2 separate regions of the Bos taurus genome follow, and region 2 is linked to region 1. A link is a contact called in public Hi-C data. All regions are on one chromosome and are shown on one strand. The core of a region is the stretch at or near the end of the contact, and the rest is flanking DNA. Distances in the headings are between cores, read along the strand shown.

What was found. Hi-C and Micro-C count contacts between places; a contact is called where the count stands out from the background.
Region 2: a Hi-C map of liver shows a contact between it and region 1, with 3 times the contacts expected there. The contact joins two enhancer-like sites. A contact is called at or near these places in 2 of 11 Hi-C or Micro-C datasets (liver and skeletal muscle).

The regions. Positions count from the first base shown.
Region 1 is chr28:7,310,578-7,315,343 of ARS-UCD2.0, reverse strand. No RefSeq gene overlaps it. Among named protein-coding and RNA genes, the nearest start is that of TARBP1, 44 kb to the right of the region's middle. Within about 2 kb of position 1,898, at least 51 of the 102 cell types and tissues checked have an H3K27ac peak or open chromatin away from gene starts, as enhancers often do. A contact at or near this core is called in liver and skeletal muscle, where this site is marked.
Region 2 is chr28:7,752,971-7,757,736 of ARS-UCD2.0, reverse strand. LOC132344120 (a long non-coding RNA gene) reads right to left here. Exons shown (of 3, transcript XR_009493234.1): 2 at 1-4,757. Among named protein-coding and RNA genes, the nearest start is that of MIR2402, 81 kb to the left of the region's middle. Within about 2 kb of position 2,201, at least 18 of the 102 cell types and tissues checked have an H3K27ac peak or open chromatin away from gene starts, as enhancers often do. A contact at or near this core is called in liver and skeletal muscle, where this site is marked.

The DNA.
Region 1 (4,766 bases), core at 649-3,148:
GATCTTAGTGTCACTGATAATAATAGACCACTTCATGACCTTGGGCAATCAACTTAGCCTCTCAATTTCCCACTTTCTTTACCTGTAAATAAATGATCTCCCTGGGAGCTAAAGGATAATTGAGATCAAATTCCTGAAGGATGTTTAACTCCTTAGAATTCATCAGTTTTCACACTGGAGGAGCTTTTGGACTTTTCTGAAAATCTAATGAAAGGTGGGAGACTTCCAGAAAAATACGTATATAGCCATAAACTTTTCATATAAATTCATGAGGCTTATTGACTCCCCAGAGCTTAAATTTCCTTTGGGTTGGGAAAAAAAAAGCTTCACTATCTTAGAAGGAAAGTGTTTTAAATATGTCAAGGGTGAATCGTGTGTCATTGCTATCACGTCACTGCCATCCGAGTGGACTTGATTCCTGAGTCTAAAGTGCTGTATCATCATCATTATATTCATCTCATTATTATTAAAAAACAACTCTATCTCCATTGGTGCTCATCCTTCCCTTTCACCCCACCCCCATTTTTATTATTATTTAGACTCTGAAAGTCTTGGAATGAGGGAAGCTTTTGCTGTTGGTCTTCTGTGTAAGATTTCACATCAGTTCCTTCCATCTAAGTATGACCTAGAAAATAAAGAAGAATGTGCATAATTGAACTGAGCTTTTAAAATGGGTTCTTCTTTATCACTCTTGGACAGTTAAAATTGCCGTGCCTGAGAAAGAGAAAATGCAAAAGTGGCCCCTTAGCCCATTATAGAGGACACTTGACATAAGCATTCAATCCAAGGCTGATTAAAATTTGCATAATTCATCTTATTATTTATTCTAAAATAATTGAAAAGCAGTGGTCTTGAAGATAGAATTTTTCAAAAGCAGTATTTTACGCAGAGGTTTTAAAAGGAATCAGCCCATTTATTCGATAATGAAAAAAATCATTATTTTCACATTCCCACCTAATGTCTTCTGTTTTCTTCCATCTTCATTTAGCTCAGCTGGGAATTAGGCATATTCCTTAGTTATGCTTTAAAAAAACTAATAGTATGAAATAATAGTATCTTTTGTCGACAACTGGCCTTATTCTATGGAAAGACACCTGAATGCATTTTTAGGTGCTGCTTAGCTTTGTGTTGGTCTTTCCTTCCTTTGCCTCCCTCGTTTTTGACACAATGTATAGGTTTTCAGCACACCAGAATCTGGGGTTCTGTCTCACTCTCTGTATACATATTTTTTCCTTTACTATCTTCTATAAAAGGAGCTTGCTATTGATTGCAGCTGACTGAGCCGCTTGAGTTGATATCCAAGCAACGCTAACCCAGAGAGGGATTAGCATTACATCAGCCGCCCGGCGAGGGAGCCTGGCAGCCGGCCCGCCTGTAAAAACGGAACGCGTTTGCGTCACTGATCCCTTGGTAATGCTTCTTGGAGCCTTGTCAGCTGTCCCCTGAGGTTGTTTCCTTAATATGTCAACAGACATTCCTGAATCTTTCATGCCGAATGGTTCTTTTCCTTTTCCAAAAACACTTAGATGACCCAGCAGCTGGTGCCTCCTGTTGCTGGAATCTTTCAAAATGTAATTTTTTTTTCATGAAATAGGTGTTTTTGTTCCGTTCCAAACATTCGAGGGGGATTTAGGAAGGTTTCGATTTCTGCTTCTCCACGTTAGAGAACCTATTTTTGAAGAAACAGGGCAGCCAGTTTAGGGCAGAGAGCTGTTTCTCTGCTTTTATCATCCCTGGGAAAAGCCTTTATTCCCTCACCAGCTTATCCAAACCCTCCAATTACCCTGTGACCTTGTGACCTTTCATAGAGCAAAATGGCTGGTTGAAAGACCCAGCTGAAATTTGCCTCCATTTGTGATTTGCTCTCTGATCTTGCTTTAAGAAAGTCAGCCAGACCTTGTGGGCAGTGACCTTGAGCAGCCCCTGCATGCTGAGAGCCACAGATAAGAAAGATGTGTCAACCACTGCCCACGTGATACCTATTTCCTCATTTTCCCCACGTCATTATTTGCTGATCTGGTAACTTGATCTCCACTTTCATCCTGGAATATTTTACTTTGAAGAATACCATAGCCAAGACCCTGGTGCTGGAAAAGATTGAAGGCAAGAGGAAAAGGGGGCAACAGAGGGTGAGATAGTTGGATGTCATTACCGACTCAATGAACATGAGTTTGAGCAAGCTCCAGGAGCTAATGAAGGACAGGGAAGCCTGGCATGTTGCAGTCCATGGGTTTGCGAAGAGTCAGACACAACTGAGCGACTGAACAACAACAACAAATAGCCAAGTGGATAAGAGAGCCTCCAGCTAACACCCCTGCCTTCTCTCTTTCTGAAAAGTGAGCAGAGCTCCTTGAAGTTCAAGGAGCTTCCCCTGCACAATAACCCTCCAGATTGTTATGCAGTGGCTATAGCAGTTAATCACGGTCAATAGTTGGAACATCGTAAATTTGGAGAGAAGTCATTTGGTTGGTGGGGAGGGGCATTGTTATTAAGTTCACTTAATCATGAGTGACGATGTTGGAGGATTTGGGGGAAAAGCCACTTCCGCTTGTGTGAGCATCAGTCTCCACCGTGGAGGGGCGCCTTTCATCACCAGCTCCCGGGGAGGTCGTAGGTCTGGTCCTCTGGAAATGCACTGAGAGCCCTGAGAGTTTTGTGGCTCTGAAATCTGCCTCTGAGCAGGGCTGTGGAGGATGCCACTTCCTCCTGCCAGTGGATGGAACAATCCCCCTTCTGTTCTATAATCCCTGTGCCCTTGGTGCACAGCCTCCTGGGAACTCGGCCATCATCCCCACTGAAGAAGGTCCCCTGGTTCACAGGAAAAGAATGGAAATGGGGCTGCCCAGGAGGGGAGACATTTAGAATCACTGGGTCTTAGCACTGAAAGGAATTTTTAGAGACTGAGTGAAACCCAAGCTCCTCATTCATTTTGAGAATGAGAAATACGAAATCCAGAGAAGTTGAATGACTCTGCTGGTACAGCCAAGTTGGTGTCAGGGCTAAGAACTGGTCTCACTGCCCAGGTCTGTGTCTTTCTCAGCATGACTGCCTGCTCTCCTCCGGGGTCAGTCCAGGGGTTAGACCATGGTCCTCTTTGCCAAGTGCAGTGCCCTGTCCAGTGGAATGTGAAGCCCAAGGACCATTGAGGCTATGGGCAGTGTGGATGTGAGCAGTAAGGATGAAATTCAACTCCGGGTGGGGTCGGGGCGGGGGTCATCTGCACCCACATCTCTCTCCTCCTTGCTTCACTGGGTACCCACAGAAGAGCTCTCTGGTCTGCACTCCACTTGGATCAGCAGGAGCCCATGGTCCCCAGACTGCACTTGTCCCCTGGTAGGACTGGAAAGGCAGCAAGGGAGCCCAGCAGTCACCACAGGGCCAGAGACAGAGAACCTGGGTGGTGCTGAGACCGCCTTGAACTAGACTCTCACTCTCTTTCCCTTGAGAGCCAAGCGGGAAAATAGCATAACTGTGTATAAGGCAGTGGAAAAAAGATGTGTTAACCCTCACCCAGAGCTTGTACATCCAGAATCAGTTTTCTCATCCTTTTCTTCCCTTTTGCCAAACTCCATACATCCCCCATGGGCTGAGATGCTGTGAAGCTGGCCAAGCCTGGTGGCTACAATTCAGAGCAAAGATTTTGAGGTCCAACCTCCTGAGTATCCACCTAGCCTCTGCCACTTGAGCGCTGTGTGATTTCGAGCAGGATTTTATTTTCTGGAAGCCTCAGTTTCCTCATCTGGAAAATGGACACCATGCCAGTTAGTTTAAGAAATACCCTAAGGCTTAAATAAGAGGAAGTTTGCAGTGGATTTGGCTAAGTGCCTGGCATGAAAGTGATGGGTACACCTCAACTGCTGTTGCTGTTAGCACATAGAGAACTTCACCAGACAGAATTCATAAGAGAATTTACTTTATTGTTTTTTAAAGCGTTCTCTTCGATGTGGACCATTTGTAAAGTCTTTATTGAATTTGTTGCAATGTTGTTTCTGTTTTTATGTTTTGTTTTCTTGGCTAAGAGGCATGTGGGATCTCAGCTGCTGTGACTAGGAATTGAACCTGCCCCCACTGCAATGGGAGGTGAAATCTTAACCACTGGATCACCAGGGAAGTCCCAGGAGAAAATTTAGAAGGACAGATCTTTGCAGTTAGCAAGTGAGACTGCATCAGTCATCAACATCTGGTCTTGGTGAAAAGGAAGGGCAGCTGCAGACAAGGAGACCGACTGGTGGAAACAATACAGATAACCTGCACCTTGCTGCTGCTGCTGCTGCTAAGTCACTTCAGTCGTGTCCAACTCTGTGCGACCCCATAGACAGCAGCCCACCAGGCTCCTCTGTCCCTTGGATTCTCCAGGCAAGAACACTGGAGTGGGTTGCCATTTCCTTCTCCAATGCATGAAAGTGAAAAGTGAAAGTGAAGTCGCTCAGTCGTGTCCGACTCTTAGTGACCCCATGGACTGAAGCCTACCAGGCTCCTCCATCCATGGGACTTTCCAGGCAAGAGTACTGGAGTGGGTGCCATTGCCTTCTCCGGACCTACACCTTGATGGGGCTACATATCAACATTGATCCCTTATAGAGGGTGGAGCCAGCCTGTCCTAGCTGGGGAACCCCAAATTCTGCTTTCAGTGACCTACAGCCCTAGCTGGGGGCACCTAGGTCTAGCAAGCAGTCCAACCATAGGGCATGACTGCAGGGAAAAGAGAGAAGCAGCACAAAAGAATGGGGGACTTCCCTGGTGATCCAATGGTTCGAATCCACCTT
Region 2 (4,766 bases), core at 952-3,451, 440 kb before region 1:
GTTGCGTAGTGCTGGGTCCCCAGTGGACTTTGGCAGAGATGTTACCGCCCCTGTGGTTGCAATCAGCTTCTGTGTGCATGTTGGGGGTGAAGTTTGCAACATGGTCACTTGAACTGATCATGGTGTTTCTGAAGCGTGGTGCCAATTTCTTCATTTAACGTTGATGTGAAAGAAGCTTCCTTTCTTTTTTTTTTTTCAAACTTTAAACTTGTTATTTTGTATTGGGGTATAGCTGATTAGCAATGTTGTGGCAGTCTCAGGTGAACAGCAAAGGGACTCAGCCATACACATACATGTATCCATTCTCCCCCAACCCCCTTCCCATCCAGGCTGGCACATACTATGGGTAGACTTCCATGTGCTATACAGTATGTCCTTGTTGATTATTCATTTTGAATACAGCAGTGTGTACATGACCTTCCCAAACTCCCTACGTAGCCATTCCCTGCCGGCAACCATAAGTTTGCTTTCTAAGTCTGTGGGTCTCTCTCTCTTTTTTAAGTCCATTTGTATCATTTCCACAAATAAGGGATTCCACACAATACTTCTCCCTCTCGGTCTGACTTAGTATGACTCAGTGTGACATTCTTTAGATCCATCCATGTTGCTGCAAATGGCATTATTTCATTCTTTTTACGGCTGGGTAATATTCCATTGTATACACATACCACATCTTTATCCATTCCTCTGTCGACGGACATTTAGGTTGAAGCTGCTTTTCTTTTCTGTGTACAGACAAATGAACATCTTCCAGAATAGTCATGTCCTGCATGTCCTGGGCTCTCCCCACCCCACTTCCTCCTGCAGTGCCCTCCTTCCTTGGCTTGCCCTCCATCCTTGCCCTCTTTTTCTTGCTTCCTGCTTCTCACCGAGCATAATCCCCCTACTTGATAAACAAGAGGCAACTCCGGAGGTTATCTATATTTCAGATTTTTTTGATGTCTTTTTTAAAGTCTTTATTGTTGTTACAATATTGTTTCTCTTTTACATTTTGGTTTTTTTTTTTTGGCTGAGAGGGATATAGGATCTTAGCTCCCTGACCAGGAAACTGAACCCTTACCCTCTGCGTTGAAAGGTGAAGTCTTAACCACTGGACTTCCAGGGAAGTCCCAGAGGTTACTGGCATTTTAAATGAGTGATTCATGAACAACTAAGCTTTCAAAACCCAAAGAAATGATCTGCCATTGCTTGAATGGAGCCAAGGGTTTCTATCTGGACTGGTTGAGCACACAGGTCTACTTTGCTTACTCAAATATCCAAGCTGGGGATTGGTGGTCCAGTGGTTAAGATGCAGGGGACCTGGGTTTGATCCCTGGTCTGGAAGGATCCCACAGGCTGCAGGGCAACTAAGCCTGTGCACCACAACTTCTGACAACCACTGAGCTGGTGCTCCAGACTCTGCGCTCTGCAACAGGAGAAGCTGCCTCAATGAGAAGCCTGCAAACCAAAACCAAGAGCAGCCCTTGCTCACTGCAACTAGAGAAAGCCTGCACACAGCAGCAAAGATGAATAAATAAATAACCTTAAAGAACCCCCAAATACCCAAGACTGTGGCCAGTCTCCCTCGAAGCCAAGTGGCACCACCTTCCTTGGTGTGTGTCTTGCGTGATGCAGGTGACTTTTCCAGCCATGGCTTTGACACCACTCAGGCTACTTATCACGTATCTTGCTGCAAGCGGAGGCTGACTTGGGTCTTGGTGCCATCTCTCTGCCACTTCCCCCTAGACCCAGAGCTATATTTATTAGCTAGCAGATTAAAAAAAAAAAAAAAGATAGCCCTTTACGTTTTTAGGGCTTCCCCAGTGGCTCAGTGGTAAAGAATCTGCCTCCAAAGCAGGAAATGCAGGTTTGATCTCTAGGTCGGGAAGATCCCCTGGAGGAGGGCATGTCAACTCACTCCAGCATTCTTGCCTGGAGAATCCCGTGGACAGAATCCTGGTGGGCTACGGTCCATGGGGTCTCAAAGAGTCAGACGTGCCTGAACAACTGAGCACAGAATATACTTTTAAACCCACATCCTCTCCTCCTAGGCTTCAATTTCATAAATGTCGGTTCTTCCAGAGAACTGAACAGGGCCCGCAATCCTGCATGTGCTTTTCAATAATCCCATGACTAGTCAGTGAGGATGGAGCAGTGACCCCGAGATAGAAGACTTCATTTGGCATGACTCATCCTTGGAGACATCCAGCTCTCCTGGCGTGTGTTGGTAAGTGCCTGGTTCTATAAATATTGACAGTTAGAAACCATCCTGAGAGCTGCAAAGCTATGACCTTACTTCGTAGGAAGGTCATGTATGTGAACATGCCCTGTGATTAGGCAACACTCGTTATTTGCTCCGATTTAGTCACTGATAAATATCACGGCACTCTCTCTCTTCCTAATAGTGGCTCCTCTGCTGATGTGTGACTCAGAGTTGATATATTATGGGGTCTGATTCAGCAAGGAAAGTTTGGTCTGCCACAGCAGAGAACAACATCCAAGGCCACTTCGGTTTCCAGGATACTGGTTTCCTAACAAGTGTGGCATTGCCAAGAAGGAAAAGCTCAAAAGGAGTCTCCATATTTGAGAAACTGAAGCGGGTGTGGAGGGATAAAGAGCAGAAGAGTGCTTTTAAAAAAATAAAATTTATTTATTTTAAAAAGTATTTTGGCTCAACTCAAGGCATGTGGGATCTTAGTTCCCCCACCAGGGATCGAACCTGTGCCCCCTGTACTGGAAGCTCAGCGTCTCAACCACTGGACCAGGAGGGAAGTCCCCAGAAGGGTGCTTTTCATCATTGTGAGCCTGTGTGTTAAAAAATGCTTGTCCCTCAGGCACATTTCCAGTGTATTTCACCCACTGGCTCCCCAGGAGGTGACCTCTCTATTCAAGCCAACCCTTTCAGGCTTGTGAGCACTTCCCTCAGAGAAGGGGTGAGGATACCCATGCAGAAACTGGATTTACTTCTTGCTCTCCGTTTCTAATGACTTAAAATTAATGGATCATTACCGATGTTTTCTGAGGGCTTTGGTTGTTTGGTTTCTGAAGTTTTATTCCTGTGAAGGAATTTCCCATTTGAATGCAGTTCAGTTCTTTTGAATGGCCCTTGTTTATTTCCGACATTTTTTCAGGGCCTGTCCTGCCAAAGCGGAGATGAGCTTTTCAATAGGTGGGATTTGAACATGGGCTTTTGGCAGACCAGTATGCGGGCTAAAAGTGTGGCCCTTGGCCAAGGGCACGTGCACGCACACATGCACACACACACACGTGCAAGGCTGCAGCCCTCTGCGTAATCACTTGGCACTCTGTATTGTCTTTTAAAGAGAGCAGAGCTCGGCTTGTGCTAACTGCATCAAGAGGCGGCACAGCCCTGTGAAGGGAGCATGCTTCAGGGCTGGCACTGAAGCGCGGATTACCTCGGTGTTAGCTATCTCTTTACCGCTGACTGTGTGACTCTGGGCAAGCGTCTTAACTTCTCTAAGCCTCAGAATCCTTATTTGTAAAATGAGGATCCCAATATCTACCCAACTCGCAGGCCTAGTGTGAGTCGAGATGAGATAATGCATGGAACACACCTGGTTCATAAAAACTGCTTTGTCCGCAGTGGCTATATTATTGTCTTTAGCACCAAGCCAATGTGAAAACTGCTGCTGCTGACAATCTGGGATTGTTCTGGATTCAAGTTATGAAGTGCTTACTCTGAGTCTGAAGTTTTATATGCATGGGCTCAGCCCCTCAAGGAGGTATTACTAGCTTCACTTTACAGAAGAGGAGCTTGAGGCTCAGGAGTGAGTACCGCTTGCTGGAATTGGAGCCAGGCATCTCTGGCTGTGGGGCTTCCTAGGTGGAGCGAGTGGTAAAGAGCCTGCCTGCTAATTCAGGAGACATGACATGCGGGTTCAATCCCTGGGTCGGGAAGATCCCCCGGCAGAGGGCACAGCAACCCACTCCAGTATTCTTGCCTGGAGAATCCCACAGACAGAGGAGCCTGGCAGGTTACGGTCCACAGGATCGCAAAGACTCGGACGCGACTAAAACAATGTAGCGTGCATGCATGCGTGTCTGGCTGCGGGGAGCCTGCACTGATGGTGAGATGTGCCATCTTTTCAGGGACACTGGAGGTCATGAGTGTGTGTTTGTGTGTGTGGGTGTGTGTATTTAGCAGAGGCTGGCAACTTGCCGTGTCAGGAGGACACTAGGGCACCTGCTTCATCTTTGCCCCATTACATGAGCACAGATCGGTCTGTGTGCTGTCAGCCAAACAGCTCTGCAAAGCCCTTGCTTAACCACCTGGCAGTGGCTGAGCGTTCTGTCCTTTTGTCCAGGTTGATCCCACACCTGCTGAGTTATGACGCAGTGTTCCAGAACCTGTTGTTAGTCCCAATTTTTAATGGAATGTCAACGGGTGGGTGACAGGCATCCTAGCCTTTGGCTGGGGGTGGGTGGTGGTGGGTTCTAGGATGCTGGAGGAGATGGAAAGTCAGAGTGAAAGTCACCTTTCTTGTCTGGGTGACCAGAAGGAAGCAGATGGTTTAAGTTCCTCCTCCAACCCCCTTCCCTCAGGGAAACATTTTACCTGAAATGATGAGATTTCAAATTATGCCGTCTCAGGGCTGCTTTCTGGAGGAGGGCATGGCGACCCACTCCAGTATCCTTGCCTGGAGAATCCCATGGACAGAGGAGCCTGGCAGGCTACAGTCCATGAGGTCACCAAGGGTCGGACACGACTGAAGCGACTGAGCACACACGTACACAGGGCTGTCTCTCTGGTACCAGGACTATATGGC